Regions from separate parts of the Mus musculus genome. Here region 2 is linked to region 1. A link is a contact called in public HiChIP or PLAC-seq data. All regions are on one chromosome and are shown on one strand. The core of a region is the stretch at or near the end of the contact, and the rest is flanking DNA. Distances in the headings are between cores, read along the strand shown. Region 1 overlaps Gm20745 (predicted gene, 20745). Region 2 has its middle 58 kb from the start of Gm22169.

Region 1 (6,578 bases), core at 874-3,373:
GAACAAGACACATAGTGTGACTTCACGTTCTGAAAAGTGATGGTGGTAGTCTCCACCGCCAGCCCTTCGACAGCATCACCAAGCAGCAGCTAGCATGCACTAATCCCTGAGCTCCCATATAGAAAATGGAACTCCTTAGACCTGGAAAAGGGCAACGAGCCATTCTTTTCAACAGCTCCTGCCAAGCCAGCATCCCACCACAGCATCCTCAAGATCTGGCCCTCTAGCCTCTGTGGCTGGAGAGGATGTTGCTTTGCAAAGCCTCCCAAACATGAGGGCTGGAATTTGGATCTTCAGAACCCATGTGAATGCCAGGTAGGTATGGTGGCCCACCTGCAATTTTGGCCTCAGCAGGCAGAGACAGGGGATCCAGACCAAGCTGACGAGCAAGATAAGCCATTTCAGGGAGCTCTGAGTTTGACTGAAGGACCCTGCCTCCTCAGTGAATAAGGGGAAGAGTGTTGAGATAGCTCATAATACAAACCCTGACCTCCTCATGCAGGCACACACATGTGTCCACACACCTGCAAACATGCACAACATACACACGCACGTTTGAAAATGAAAAAAAAAGAAAACACTCTTTCCCATCATCCCAAGTTTCCTTAATGTCACTGTCAAATTCCTAAGGACAGTAGCCTGTGACACATGTGTGGGGAGCCTGCTCACCAAGCCCCCCATTACCAGGCACCTCACTCTTTGAGTCCTTGGGAAGACCTCTGGGCACAGCTACAAAGACAGATGGGTGTTGCCATACAAGTCATGTCCCATCCCCTCTGGAAGGATGGGATAACTAAAATATATTCAGCATCCCACTCCCTACAGCTCCCCCAGTGTCAAATCTCCAATTACTCAAGGTAGCCACCTTCCCCATTTTATTCCCCTCATCAGGACCCCTTCCACTGTTGTATGGAATTTCCTATCAAAATACACGTACCCAACCCCTGGATCAGAGTGCGTGCCTCAAGAACCTACTAAGGGATGCTCCACGTATGCCCTCTACCCCAGGCCAAGTAGTCCTCATGCCTTCTCTCATTCCTAATGTGATGGTCCCAGGCCTGTGATTACCCTAGCAAGGCCAGTGCAGGGTCAGCCTTGCAAAGGGTTCTCCTAATACAAAAGCCTGAGTCAGGATCCAATGCTGTCTGCTCCTCTGTCCAAGATATTTCAATGCCATCATTGCTCTGGATCAGAGCACAAGGCTCACTTCTTAGTGCAGGCACATTTGCTTCTCCATCAGATCACGCCTCAGTCCAGAATCCCCTTCTTAATATGAAGTGTCCGTGCCTTTTGATTTCATCTGGGAATGCTCATCATTTCTGAGTCTTCTATAGACTAAATATTTATACTCTCCATGTCTTCACACAAATGGTCAATGTGAGCGTTAAGCAGGATGGGTTCCAAGTCCCATTGTAGCCTTAGACACCTCAACTCTGCCGTGACTCCCTAAACATACCCAGTGGCTACAGGTTCATGATCCACCACAGGCATGCTAGCAAGTCCATCATTTCTCTATTAGACCTTCAAGGATATCAGATGAGGTTCCATAGACGCCCCCAAGGAAAGCCAGACTAGCCATCTAAAAGGCTAAATGGAATTCAGTTAAATGCCAGGGTCTTTCATCTTCCTGCCTTTACCAGTCTCCTCTTCCACAAAGGTCCCATCAAGAGGAAAATGTTTCTCATACACTTTGGTTACCAAATTCTAATATATGTATGTGTGTTGGGGGCAGGGGGTCAAAGCCAGGGCCTTGGGCAAGCCCCTCTACCACTAAGCCACGCCCCAGCCTCAAACTTGCAAAACTTTAAACATCAGGATGCCTTTGATGTAACTGCTGTCTGGTTTGAGCCTAAGAGCTACAGTCAAAGTAGCTGTAAACAGATCAACACAGCTGCACACCCATAAAAATGTAATGGGCACTGAAGTTTGAATTTTGACATACCACCAAGTATAGTTTCTTTTTACGTGATGCCAGCCCCCCTCCACGCTCGACTCTCACTCCCGAGGTTTCTCCCAAGCACTAAGGGCCAGCTGCCCAAGATTTTCCCCATGTTAGGAACAAAAGTTCCCTATCTTGGGAATTCTCTTGGCTTTATGCAAACCATGACAGTCATTTGGAAGCTCTCTCTGGACAGCTGGTTGGTGTCTGGTTTTTGCTAAGCATGGTGGGGGCTGGAGGAAGGACAGAAGAACACAATGCATACTTGACGCACCAGATCCCCTTACCTTGAATATAAGGACAGGTGGCTGCAAATAGCCCACCATGCAAGATGTATTCACAGGGCAATGCTGCAAGCCCCACGTTCAGGAAGAAACTGCAGAGGTTGCCCATACTCTGGGAGGCTCTCCAGCTGCAACCTCAAGTCCCAACCATTCCTCCCCTCTCTTCCCCATTCAGCATGACCATCAGGGTCTGGCTCACATATCTCTGGCACCCGGAAGCTCTTTGAGGGCTGAGGCAGCCCCCAGATGACTTGAAAAAGGACAAAGTTCAGAAAGCTAAAACTGTCAGGGCAGTGACTGAACTGCTCTCTGCCAGCAACAGAACGTCTTAAAGGACACTGCCGTGGCTAATTGGGTCCTAGGGTTCTAGAAAGTCAACTGGCCTGACCAGGCCCTACCTTCCCTTTGGAAGCACAGTTTACTTCTTCTACCACTTCCTGAGATCGAAATCAGCTATTTTTTGGTAGAGAGAGGTCAAGGTATCATATAGCCCAGGCAAGCTTTGAACTCTAACAAAGATAAGCTTAGAATCCTAACCTTTCTCTTTCCAAACACTGGGATTCCCGGTGTGCACCACCTAGTCCAGTTTATGTGGTGCTAGACTAGCTCAAACTCAGAACTTCCTGCATGATACACCAGCACCCTACCAAGTCACACGCCCCCTCCCCCCAGGAGTCTCAGCTCTGCAGACATACTCCTCACCTCCTTTCCTGTATGTTCATGCTGTGCCTCTTACTTGGGACTGAGACTCTATCTACCCTATTGTCACTCTGGTTACCCATGGCAACCTTCACCCTCTGCCATATAGGCTTCCTCTCCCACAAGTCAATCAAGACTAAATCTCATGAGAAGGTGAGTGTTGCATCATGGTTATTTTTTTAAAGTCTCACACGTGATACCCACGTTCATCCCAGAACAAGCCCATTGTCTGAGGTAGTCTCCACCCTGCCATGGAAGGATAGTACTAACAGGGAATGACCCCGCCCCTTTGTTCCTCTGTCACCTGGACAAAGTGAGCACCTTGCACACTATGAATCCTCTCATTTATGAAATGGGGTTGATTACAGCATTTACCACATAATTGAGGAGAATTAATAGAAACAAAAATAAAATCCCCTATCACAAGACCAGCAAGCACCATGTTACCTAGTAGCCACTTACTATGTAGTATAAAACAGTGTATGATAGTTGCCCAGCAGGTGGATTTTTAACATGGAGGAAGAAGGTAAAGTCTGAGGGCTTTAGGGAGCAGTCAAGCCATGGGAAAGGAAGGAAGGACAAGGACCAGTTTTGCTGGTGTTCCAGTTCTGGCCCAGAGGATGCTGGCAATGCATTGTGTGTCACCTGTTGGATCACCTTTGGTTCTCTGGCTCCCTTGTTCTTGAAGACAATGGTGTTCCTATGCCCTCTTTAACCAGGGTTGAAGAAGGCCTTTCCTAAGAAGCAATATCAGCTATTCTCCGCGGGTGGGGGCTCCTCATTCTTGGTTCGTGAGGTCACTGGCATGGACAAACAGAGGAAACCAGAACTTGGCCTGGAGGGACTTGGAGGCACCAGGCCAGTTCTGAGCTCAGTTTAATTCTACCAGCCACAAATCTTTCTCAATGTCATCCAACGTGCTATGAGCATTGACAAATATTAAACAATAGTGAAACAAATCATGTTCTTCAGCCTTCAGGGCCTCCTCTGAGTACCAGCCAGAGCCGCCGAGATGACTTGGGAAGAAAACCTTGTCCTTGGCCTCCTGCAACCCCACCTAGGAGAGGAGAGGCCATGGGTGGCAATGAATATGAACTCACACTCTCTCAGCTCCATGGGCCTGCGGAAGCAGAACTCAGGAAGGAAGCAGCAGATGTGGAAGTATCCCTGAGCTTCTACTACACGTGGCTCATCCCTTTGCCCACAGACAGTCCAAGCACACCCAAGGCCAGTGACCCCTGCCTTGCCACTGTTCTGACTGGGCTTTCCCACCATTCAGGATTCATCTTGCTTGTCTATTATGATCTGTTGCTGGTGCCGACCTAAAGAAGTGCATCAAGAAAACCTGGGGGAAGGCAAAAAGATGGATCAGGTGGTTAAAGTAGTTGCCATCCAAGGGTGAGGATGGAGCTCAGATCCTCAGAGCCCATATTAATGCCAGGTGGGCATGGAAGCCTGCTTGTAATTCTAGCCTTGGTGGATGGAGACAGAGGAGCCCCACAGCATGCTGGCTAATGCGACTTGACAAATCAGTGAGCCCTGGGATTGATTGAGAGCCCTGCCTCAATGAATAAGGCAGAAGAGCTATTGAGGATGATTGCTGACATAAACTCAGGCCTCCACATGCATGTGCACATATGTGCCCACACACATGCAAACACTTAGACATCCACCCATGTACCCATATACACATATACACAATGGTGTGTGTATATGTGTGTATACATGTGTGTGTGTGTGTGTGTGTGTGTTTGTGAGAGAGAGAGAGAGAGAGAGAGAGAGAGAGAGAGAGAGAGAGAGAGAGAGCCTGAGAGATAGGCTCAATTCAGTAGCAGAGTATCTGCTTAACAGACACAGGCCCTGGGTTCTACTTTCAACACCACAACTGTGAAAAGGAAAATAGCATGTAATTCCTTGCTAGGCACACCAGCACACACTCATAATCCCAGCTACTTGGGAGGCTGAGGCAAGAGGATTATTGGAGTTCAGTAGTCCCAGGCCAGCATAGGCAACATTGTGAGACTCTAACAGAACACGACAGAAAGCAAACACTGGATAACTTCCTTGGGTAAAGGCAAGCTCTCTGGAGGCCCCTGTGGAGGTGACCTTCCTACCAGGTCGTGCTGTGCCTGGCAAGGTTCAGTGTACACAATTTTGCTACATTACTATTTTAAAAACAAACAACAAAAGCCTTTAAAAGGAAGGACAGAGAACTTTGTTCCAGTTGCACGGTGTCACTGTGGGGAAAGGATGTGACTAGCAAAGACAGGTACACATCCAAAGCCAGGCTCCCAGCATGCCCTGCACACAGAGGGGACTGTAGGCATGGAAGGATTGCCATTTCGGCACTCACTGGTGAAGGGTCACCTACCCTCTGCTTCTCCAGGAGGCACAAAGCGTCATGGGATAAATGACCTTGCTCAACTACCCTTTCTCTGTCCACTCAGCTCAGCTCCCAGAATGTAGGACGTACTCAGTAAAGCCTGGTGGATACGGACGAGGGTTGGCCGGACATTAGTGAGGATGCTGGGTGTTATGTAACTTAGAGACCCAGAAAATACTGCGCTTTAGATGCAGGGATGAAGCCTCATCTCCGGTCAGTTTCCCCCACTGGCCTGTAAGCTCCTTAAAGGTTCAGCCACACTCAGCTGCTGCTGTCTTGCCCAGATGTTTTGGGTTTGTGGAAGCAGGAGGCCTCTTGCTGACCGTGCCTGGAGAGGAGACCAAGAGGGCTGTCCCTATCAGGAGCTCCCACAGAAGACACAGAGAATGGTCCATAGACATCACAGACCCTCCCAAGAAAATGGCACAGAAGAAGACAGGGATTTCAGCCTTCCTGGCTCTGCTCCAGGACCCAGAGATTTCTTTATTCAAAACTTACAAACTCTGTAAAAAAAAAAAATTAATTCTGTGGCTTAAGATACAGGGATTTCATGCAAGGTGTATCTGCCCTGACAGCGACCTTGTCTGTTCAGCTCCACAGCCACCTCATGGAGACTGAGGAACCTGGGGGTGGGGTAAAGGGATGAGAGTCAGGGAGAGTTAGGGGTACCATGCAGAGCCTACTATGGCAGAGCCAGGGATGAACAAGGAAGATGTCTCTACAGCCTCTATATCAGCCTGACCTCATTCTATCCATGGAGAGGATAGATGTGTCTAAACAAAGCCAACTTCTCATCTGAGTCAAGGGGATTGAATGCAGGGGTCCCTGGGGACCCCTGAGCAGGCTCTGTAGAGCAGACCAGGTCCTGGGGACAACCTGTCTTCACCATGGATGTAGCTTGGACACCCCATCTGGAGCCACTGCCACTGACAGAATTCAGCCAGAGAGCCGGGCATCATTGACTTGGTACTTTGCAGATTATGAGATTGCGGAAGGCCCTGAGAAGTGGACTCACCCACTGGAGGGCCCCTGTCTCTGGGCATCAAGTCAGCCATCTGGGGTAGAGCTGTGGAGTGCTCACAAGGTGCTCCCAGCCGATCTTCATGGAGGCTCCCTGTGTGCATGAGGTTAATCTCAGTCCGATCGGATCTTGAATCAGCTGAGAGACACAATTCTAGACATGTCTGTGGGGCCATTTCTAGGAAAGGATGGGCTGAGAGGAGAAGACTCTTCCCCATGGGACAGAGCAATTTCCAGTGGCAGCCCGGATACA
Region 2 (6,655 bases), core at 1,966-4,465, 380 kb before region 1:
CCTTGGTTTTGCTGAGGTCCAGATTCAGTGAAAGACTCTCATCTCAAAAATAAATAAATAAATAAATAAATAAATAAATAAATAAATAAATAAATAAGGTGAAGATAAATTGATGCTGGCATCTAATATCAACCTCTTGTCTCTACATGTGTGCACAGCACATGCATGTTCACACAAACACAGTTTTTAAGAAATTGATATTCCTCTAATAATGAGTCCACCGTCCTCTTGGTATGTTTGAATACCATATTTGACACTGGACTTTAAATAACCTTTTGCAAAGTGTTCAATCCCAGCTAATCACTATTGTCTTTTGTTCTGCATGTTTCTGAGTCTCACATTTGTGTGTTCCTTCTGTTCTAATTTCAGACAAAGAGGGCTTAAGCAACTTTTTAAAAAAAGAAAAAAATGCTTTTGAATATATCCATGAATATTTTAGCATATATTTTGTGTACACATTTAATATTCTCTCCGGGGCACACAGAGCAAAGAAGCAGGGAGAGAAAGCTAGACCACAGTTCAGTGCCTGCTGCCCTATAGCTAATCTCAGGAGTAAAGGGCAGAGTCCCCAGAAAAGCCTGACTGGGTCCAGTGTGGCCAGAGAAGGACATGGAACCATTCCTGATCAGGTTCAGAGGGGGCAGGACACATGAGAGGACACAGGGGAGGGAAGAAACAGGGGGACAAAAGACATTGCTGCTGCTGAGCACCCACCCTTCCCAAAACAGCTAACCCCTTCTTTCCTTCCCATGGTCCTGAATATGTGTTATCTGGGGAAGTTTAGGAAAGCTTGGCTGCTACCTTCCTTCATTACAGGAGATGCTAGTACAGAAGTAGGGAGCTCTGATACTGTCTGTGGGATGCTACTGGAGAAGCCATGGGAGCGATGGGCGTATCTAGAAAGACTTTTAGATAGAGTCAGTGCTAGATCTGAGTGAGGAGAAAGAGCTAGCTTTATAGAGAGGCCCTCCACCCTGGAAACTATATGCATGAAAGTCCTTAGGCATAAAAAGATGGTTCATAGTCAACAACCAGAGGTTCTACATAGCTACCTAGCATGGAAAGTGAGGCAAGGAGAAGGACTAGCCCTGGCGGAGCAGAACTCTCTTGCTCTCTTGCAGAATAACTAGTATATGGCATTCAGGGTATAAACTTTTACTGGGAGGTGATGGAGTTAGAGCCGCTAAAAGATTGGAAACTTCTCAGCTCTGAGGTTTAGAAGGTTCACCGAGGTGGAATTGTGGGAGTTGCATGAGAATGGAGAAGTGAGTGGTTTGCTGTGGGACAGGGGAGAGATGTCAAGGGCCTTTGTGGGGGCAGAGAAGTGGAAGAGGCCAAAGAGATGAGGAGGGAGCAGTGTGATCAAGTATATTTAGGAACCCAAGGGACAAGACAGAAGGACTGGTGTGTGAGGGAGTCTCCTGCTTTTACTACAAGTGCTTACAGGTGGGGCAGCAGAATTAGGCCCAAGAGTTGGGAGATCTAGGGATAAAGCCTGCTGCCTCTATTGACCTCCACTACGACTTTGGGTAAGTTACTTAACCATTCAGTGTAGCTGATTAAGCTCCCATAAAGGGGGTAATGAAAAATGTATGTGTATATATAGAATTTATTTATAATATATTTATTATATATATTACTTATTATATATACATATATGTGTGTGTGTGTATGTGTGTGTGTGTGTACATATACATATTGGTGTCATTAGGGAACCCTTTAAAGGACTGAGAACAGCAGAATAGCACCTTTCAGAAAATATGTGTTCTAAGACTGTGTCCAATAGTCTCTGGAACCCTTGACCTGAAGGATGCCGGTGTGCATGGGGTTAAGTATTGTCGGTGTTTTAACTGGGGTGGAGGGTTGTCTATACTGAGTTCAGAGTATACTCCAATGGCCACTATGGGTCTTCAGACTCTCAGTAAAGAATTTGTGACAAGTTAAAAAAAAAAGTTGGGTAAGAATTTACTAGTGTTTGTACCAGTTTGACATTGTTACTGCATCCATGGCACATGACCCTTTCATGTTTTGTAACCGGATGGATGGGAACTGGAGAAACAGAATAGCCAGGTACCAGAGAGTTGAGAAGCATTGAGGAGGACTATAGATTTCAGGATTTGTTTCACCTTAAAGTTTTGAGACATACAGTTGACCTGGCTGACTCCATATCAATGACATGAGGATACCTATAAGAAGAGCAGTCAATCTTTTGTAATTTTGAATATTCCCTACATGATGCTATTATGTAGTCACATGAGGCAAGTGGTGAGTGGAGTTTCCTAAATTTTAATGTGCAAGAAAATCACTTGTGACCTGATTGAAATACAGATTCATTAATTATAGAGTGGGGGGGTTTGCAAGCCAGCAACCTTGCAAGCTCCCAGGTAAGGCCCAGATTATGTGCATAGACCACGCTTCTCAAGTTAGATTCACATAAACTGTGAGCGTGTATCTAATCAGACTGTAAACACTCACAGAGCAGGGGTTAAGATCTGCTCTGTAGAAACAAATACAAAGGAAGGGTAGACAGCACCGAAGAGATGAACACTCAGACACAGATGCCAACTAGGAAGTAGCCAGATAAGACCTTAGCCCAGGACAACCAATGCTCATAATCACCATGTCCCCGCTGCACCGTATCTTTGTGGAGGCTATTTCTGGTGTTGATTTGGGCTTCCATCTGCTCTGTTTCCTCTCTTACCCACCACTCCCACCCCCACCCAGTCACTGGTTTTCCAACAAAGTAACTTGTGGAAAATTATATAATTCTCTTGGCTCAATTAAAAAGAAAAGCAAATGTGCCCATGTGGCAGTTTAACCCTAGGTAAACCTCGATGCCCCACCTCTGGATTCCAGTAAACTTGGGTAGGAGTTTCTTCTAGGAGTTAGGAACAGTCGGAGAGAAACCGACAAAGGGAAACAGGCTAAAACTAATCCTAAAACATAGCACCTCACAGAGTCCACGAACTTCTTCATTAGGGAATCTTGGTCTCCTAAGGGATAACAAGTCAGTAAAACCCTGTGTTGACATCCCAGACCAGGCTAGGCTACAGAGGGAATGACTCACAAGGTCCTTTCTGAACCCCTTTAACATTCAGCTCCATGACTTTGCAGCCATAGCCAAGAAAATGTGACTATCAGAAGACCTTGGCTGGGAGTGCTGTTCTCAGGGTCCTTGGGTCTCTTGATGTCCCACGTCATTCCTGCCTGGAAGGACAGCCAGTCCTGTCTCTGCTTCCAGAGGACTTTGAATGTGTCCCCACATCACACTAAAGTGAAGTCAGTGTATGAGACTCTCATTAGAACCTAAGACTTCCTAGTCCACGGTAGCCACATCTTACGTAGTCCAATGTATCTTTAGCTGCTAAGGGTACTGCATGGGTTTAGTCTGCAGAGCAGTTTGATAGACATACTTCTGTTTTCTGTGTAGAATCAGCCAACACTGGGATAATTCAGATAACTGGCAGGCACACGAGACCTGACAGGAAGTCCTCTCAAGAAGTCATCAGATCAACAAGGAAAGTAGCTGCTGGAGAATGAGAACTCTAGGTTGGAAGAAGACAGCAGACATATACAAGCAAGGAAAGATGATTAGAGTGATCTTCATGGTTCTGGGGTGGGCCTACACATTGCAGAGGTTGTTTGGCACGCAGCCATAATGCTCTACAGTCAGCCAAGGAGACAATAAGCCCTTGCCGTAAACATAAGGATGCAATGTTCAAGTCCTGTCCTCAAGCTCCACCCCAGAGGGTCTGCCAGAGGATGTTGGTGGGGGTTGGCTCCCGAGGTGACAGATCTGGAACGGGAAAGGACATGCACGTCTCCAAACATCCAGACAAGTTGAAGGACATACCTGTGTCTGGGGATTTGGCTGCATGGGGCTGGGGAATTGCCAGCTTCCCAATCTAGCTCCTGTCTTAATAGTGTTTTATAGTGTTTTATGTTAATTAAATGTCGACTGTAGGCATGTGCCAAGAGGCCCTGCAAAATCTGGTGCGTGGGGACAAGGGGACAATTGTACTTACTGCAGCAGCTGTCCCCAGATGCCCACAGACCAAAGTGTGAGAGGGAGAATAGCCCTCATCTGGGCTCTCTACAGAGCTCATTGGAAGTAGACATTAGCGGCAGAGGGGGCTGAGGACCAGGCTGGGGCTTCTGCTTAAATAGATAACAACAGGATTGGACTGCTACCTCATGCCTGGGCCTATGCCTTGTACCTTATCCCTCATCTCCTTGCTTCCAGTAGAAACTGCCTCTGCTGGTAAATTGAAATTGGAGCATATAGGAGGAAGGTAGAGACTGGTGCACAGCAGAGGCAAATCTGCCAAGAGTTTGGATCATGGAGGCACAGGCTGGTTTGCTTATTTTATAGCCTCAGGCTGCACAAGTCACATCTCACATATTAGAAGCATTTATTGTAGGCCAGACCCTATGCTGAGGCTGCACATGGCCCCACAAAGCTGTCCACAGAGGAAGAGTCCACTGTCGAGAGGAAATAGGAGAGGAAAGATGTTAGGTGGCTCTTGGAAATGATGCTTTCTAGGTGGAAGATAGCTCAGGTCGGGGAGTACTAACTTTGTAGCATCAAGATCTGAGTTCACCCAGAATTAAAAGATTTAGGTGTGGTGTGCATCCTTCTGACCCCGCATAGAGGAGACAGAGTCCGGCAGCTCCCTGGGGCTTGACAACTATCTTCAGGTAAAAGTCTCTCTCTCTCTCTCTCTCTCTCTCTCTCTCTCTCTCTCTCTCTCTCTCTCTCTCTCTCAAAATAAGTAAATAAATAAAGATGAATGGAGTCCTAAGGGACAACACCTGAGGCTGACCTCTGTCGTCATCCACACACATATGTGCACACAGATCTACATACATACACACAAGAAGTTGTGCCCCAATTAGAAGCAGGGCAGAAATTTCAGGCAGCTTTGCACAGGACTTCCTGTGTGCTTAAGCATCACCCCAGTTGCCTTCCAGCCTGTGAGTTTGAGGCTCTTCAAACTCTTCAGCAAGAAAGTTACAGTTACAGGCCTTCCTGAAGAGAATGAGCGTCAGTCTCCTCCTTCCACCCTCCCCTGCTGCTACTTCTCCTCCCTGCCTTCTGTGAATCTTCCCAATCCATGTCTACTCTCTGGGAGAGAGGGGAGGGTTATCTAGCGGCTTCTTGAAGCATCTTTTCAAGGCTCCGCCTCAGCGGCCCAAAGTTGCAGCCTTGTCCAAACTGTCAGAGCCATCTGCCTGCAGTCTGTGTGGCAGAAAGACCATCTGTCAGCCTCTGACCCTTGCCTGTTCATCTCACAGACCACTTGGGCCAGCTCCATGCTTGCTGAGAGCCTCTGAGGTTTCAGTCCATCTCCCCAACCTGACTGACAACTCCCAGGCAGCTAGAAGAGGGAGACAGAGGGCAAGATGAGCTGAGAAACCATGTTCTCCCTGGGAACACAAGCACGAAAACACACACACACACACACACACACACACACACACAAACACATACACACACACACATACACACGCACACACACAGCGGGGGAGGGATGGAGAGAACATACTTTCTAGTTTGCAACATTTTCTGTCATTCCTTATTGTAAGCCGTGACTCATCACAAATTCTCTCTTTATGGTATAGGGGATACAGGGCAGGAATGAGCACCCTAATTCTGCCTCATCAAGTTAAGTTGTAGAGAGTCAATGAAAATGTCAACATTAAAGGATTATCTCAAAGTATTGTTCATGGTCCCTTGCCTGTAGCCCTGAAGCCTAGGAGCTCCCAGTCGAAGCTGCATAGTAGAATGCTTGCAATATAATGTCAATGCTTGGGGACTGTCACAGGCCAATCAGTTCTGACGCCATAAAACAAGGACTAGAGGTGGCATTTTGGAAAAGCTTCCTAGATCACTCAAATAAGAATGGTGAAGTGAGATTGAGTTACCACAGAGATGTGGGAAATAGGAACAGTTAGGAAGGAGGGAAGCAGAGGGCAGGAGGCCCTGTTGGACAAGGATGATTTCGACCAGAGGATAAAGCAGGCATGATGGATCTATAGTGAAGATAAGCATGGTGTTTGGGGAGGGGAGAGGCTGTGTACTAGGACATAAGGAGAGGCGGTGAGTACTAGAGAGGGTCCATGATGGGGAGACAGTGGCTGCTTCTGTGGATGCATGAAGCAGGTAAGAATAGTCTAGATCCTTTCCTAACTCCTACTAGAGGTTCACTGAAGACTTTTAAGCAATAGAAACAGAATATCTGGCGTTGTATTCTAGAAAAGATTACCTTGGTTCTATATGGAAGGTGGATTACAGTGATGTTGTTGAGGAATTAGAGGGCTAGGTATAGACACAAGCATAAGGGCCTGAGTTCTATCCATACGTAAAGAAACCAGTCATGCTGGTACACACTTGTAATCCAACTGCCAGAGAAGCAGAAACAGGCAGAGCTCTGGGGTGAACTGATCAGCCTGATTCCCCAAACTGAAGAGTTCCATGTCAATGAGAGATGCTGTCTCCACAAAACCAGATGGATAGTGGTCCCGAGGAGCAAACCTGACCTTTGGCCTCTGTGTGTACACACAGATGCTGCACAGACATGTCCCCAAAGTAAAAGACCTGGAACAGAGAGATCAGTTGGGCTCTGCAGGATGGCAGGAGGGGTACAAGGGTGGA

What was found. HiChIP or PLAC-seq counts read pairs in DNA pulled down with a chosen protein or histone mark.
Region 2: a contact with region 1 is called in an H3K27ac HiChIP or PLAC-seq map of heart atrium, with 15 times the contacts expected there. The contact joins two enhancer-like sites. A contact is called at or near these places in 5 of 484 Hi-C or Micro-C datasets (the AtT-20 cell line, cumulus cells, embryonic fibroblasts and 2 more) and 2 of 115 datasets of contacts at active chromatin or transcription factors (heart atrium and oligodendrocyte precursor cells).

Annotation. Positions count from the first base shown.
Region 1 is chr9:68,018,371-68,024,948 of GRCm38.p6, reverse strand. Gm20745 (predicted gene, 20745) reads left to right here. Exons shown (of 3, transcript NR_045745.1): 2 at 1-315; 3 at 3,895-6,578. Among named protein-coding and RNA genes, the nearest start is that of Gm20745, 4.1 kb to the left of the region's middle. Within about 2 kb of position 2,123, at least 5 of the 459 cell types and tissues checked have an H3K27ac peak or open chromatin away from gene starts, as enhancers often do. A contact at or near this core is called in heart atrium, where this site is marked.
Region 2 is chr9:68,399,716-68,406,370 of GRCm38.p6, reverse strand. No RefSeq gene overlaps it. Among named protein-coding and RNA genes, the nearest start is that of Gm22169, 58 kb to the left of the region's middle. Within about 2 kb of position 3,215, at least 9 of the 459 cell types and tissues checked have an H3K27ac peak or open chromatin away from gene starts, as enhancers often do. A contact at or near this core is called in heart atrium, where this site is marked.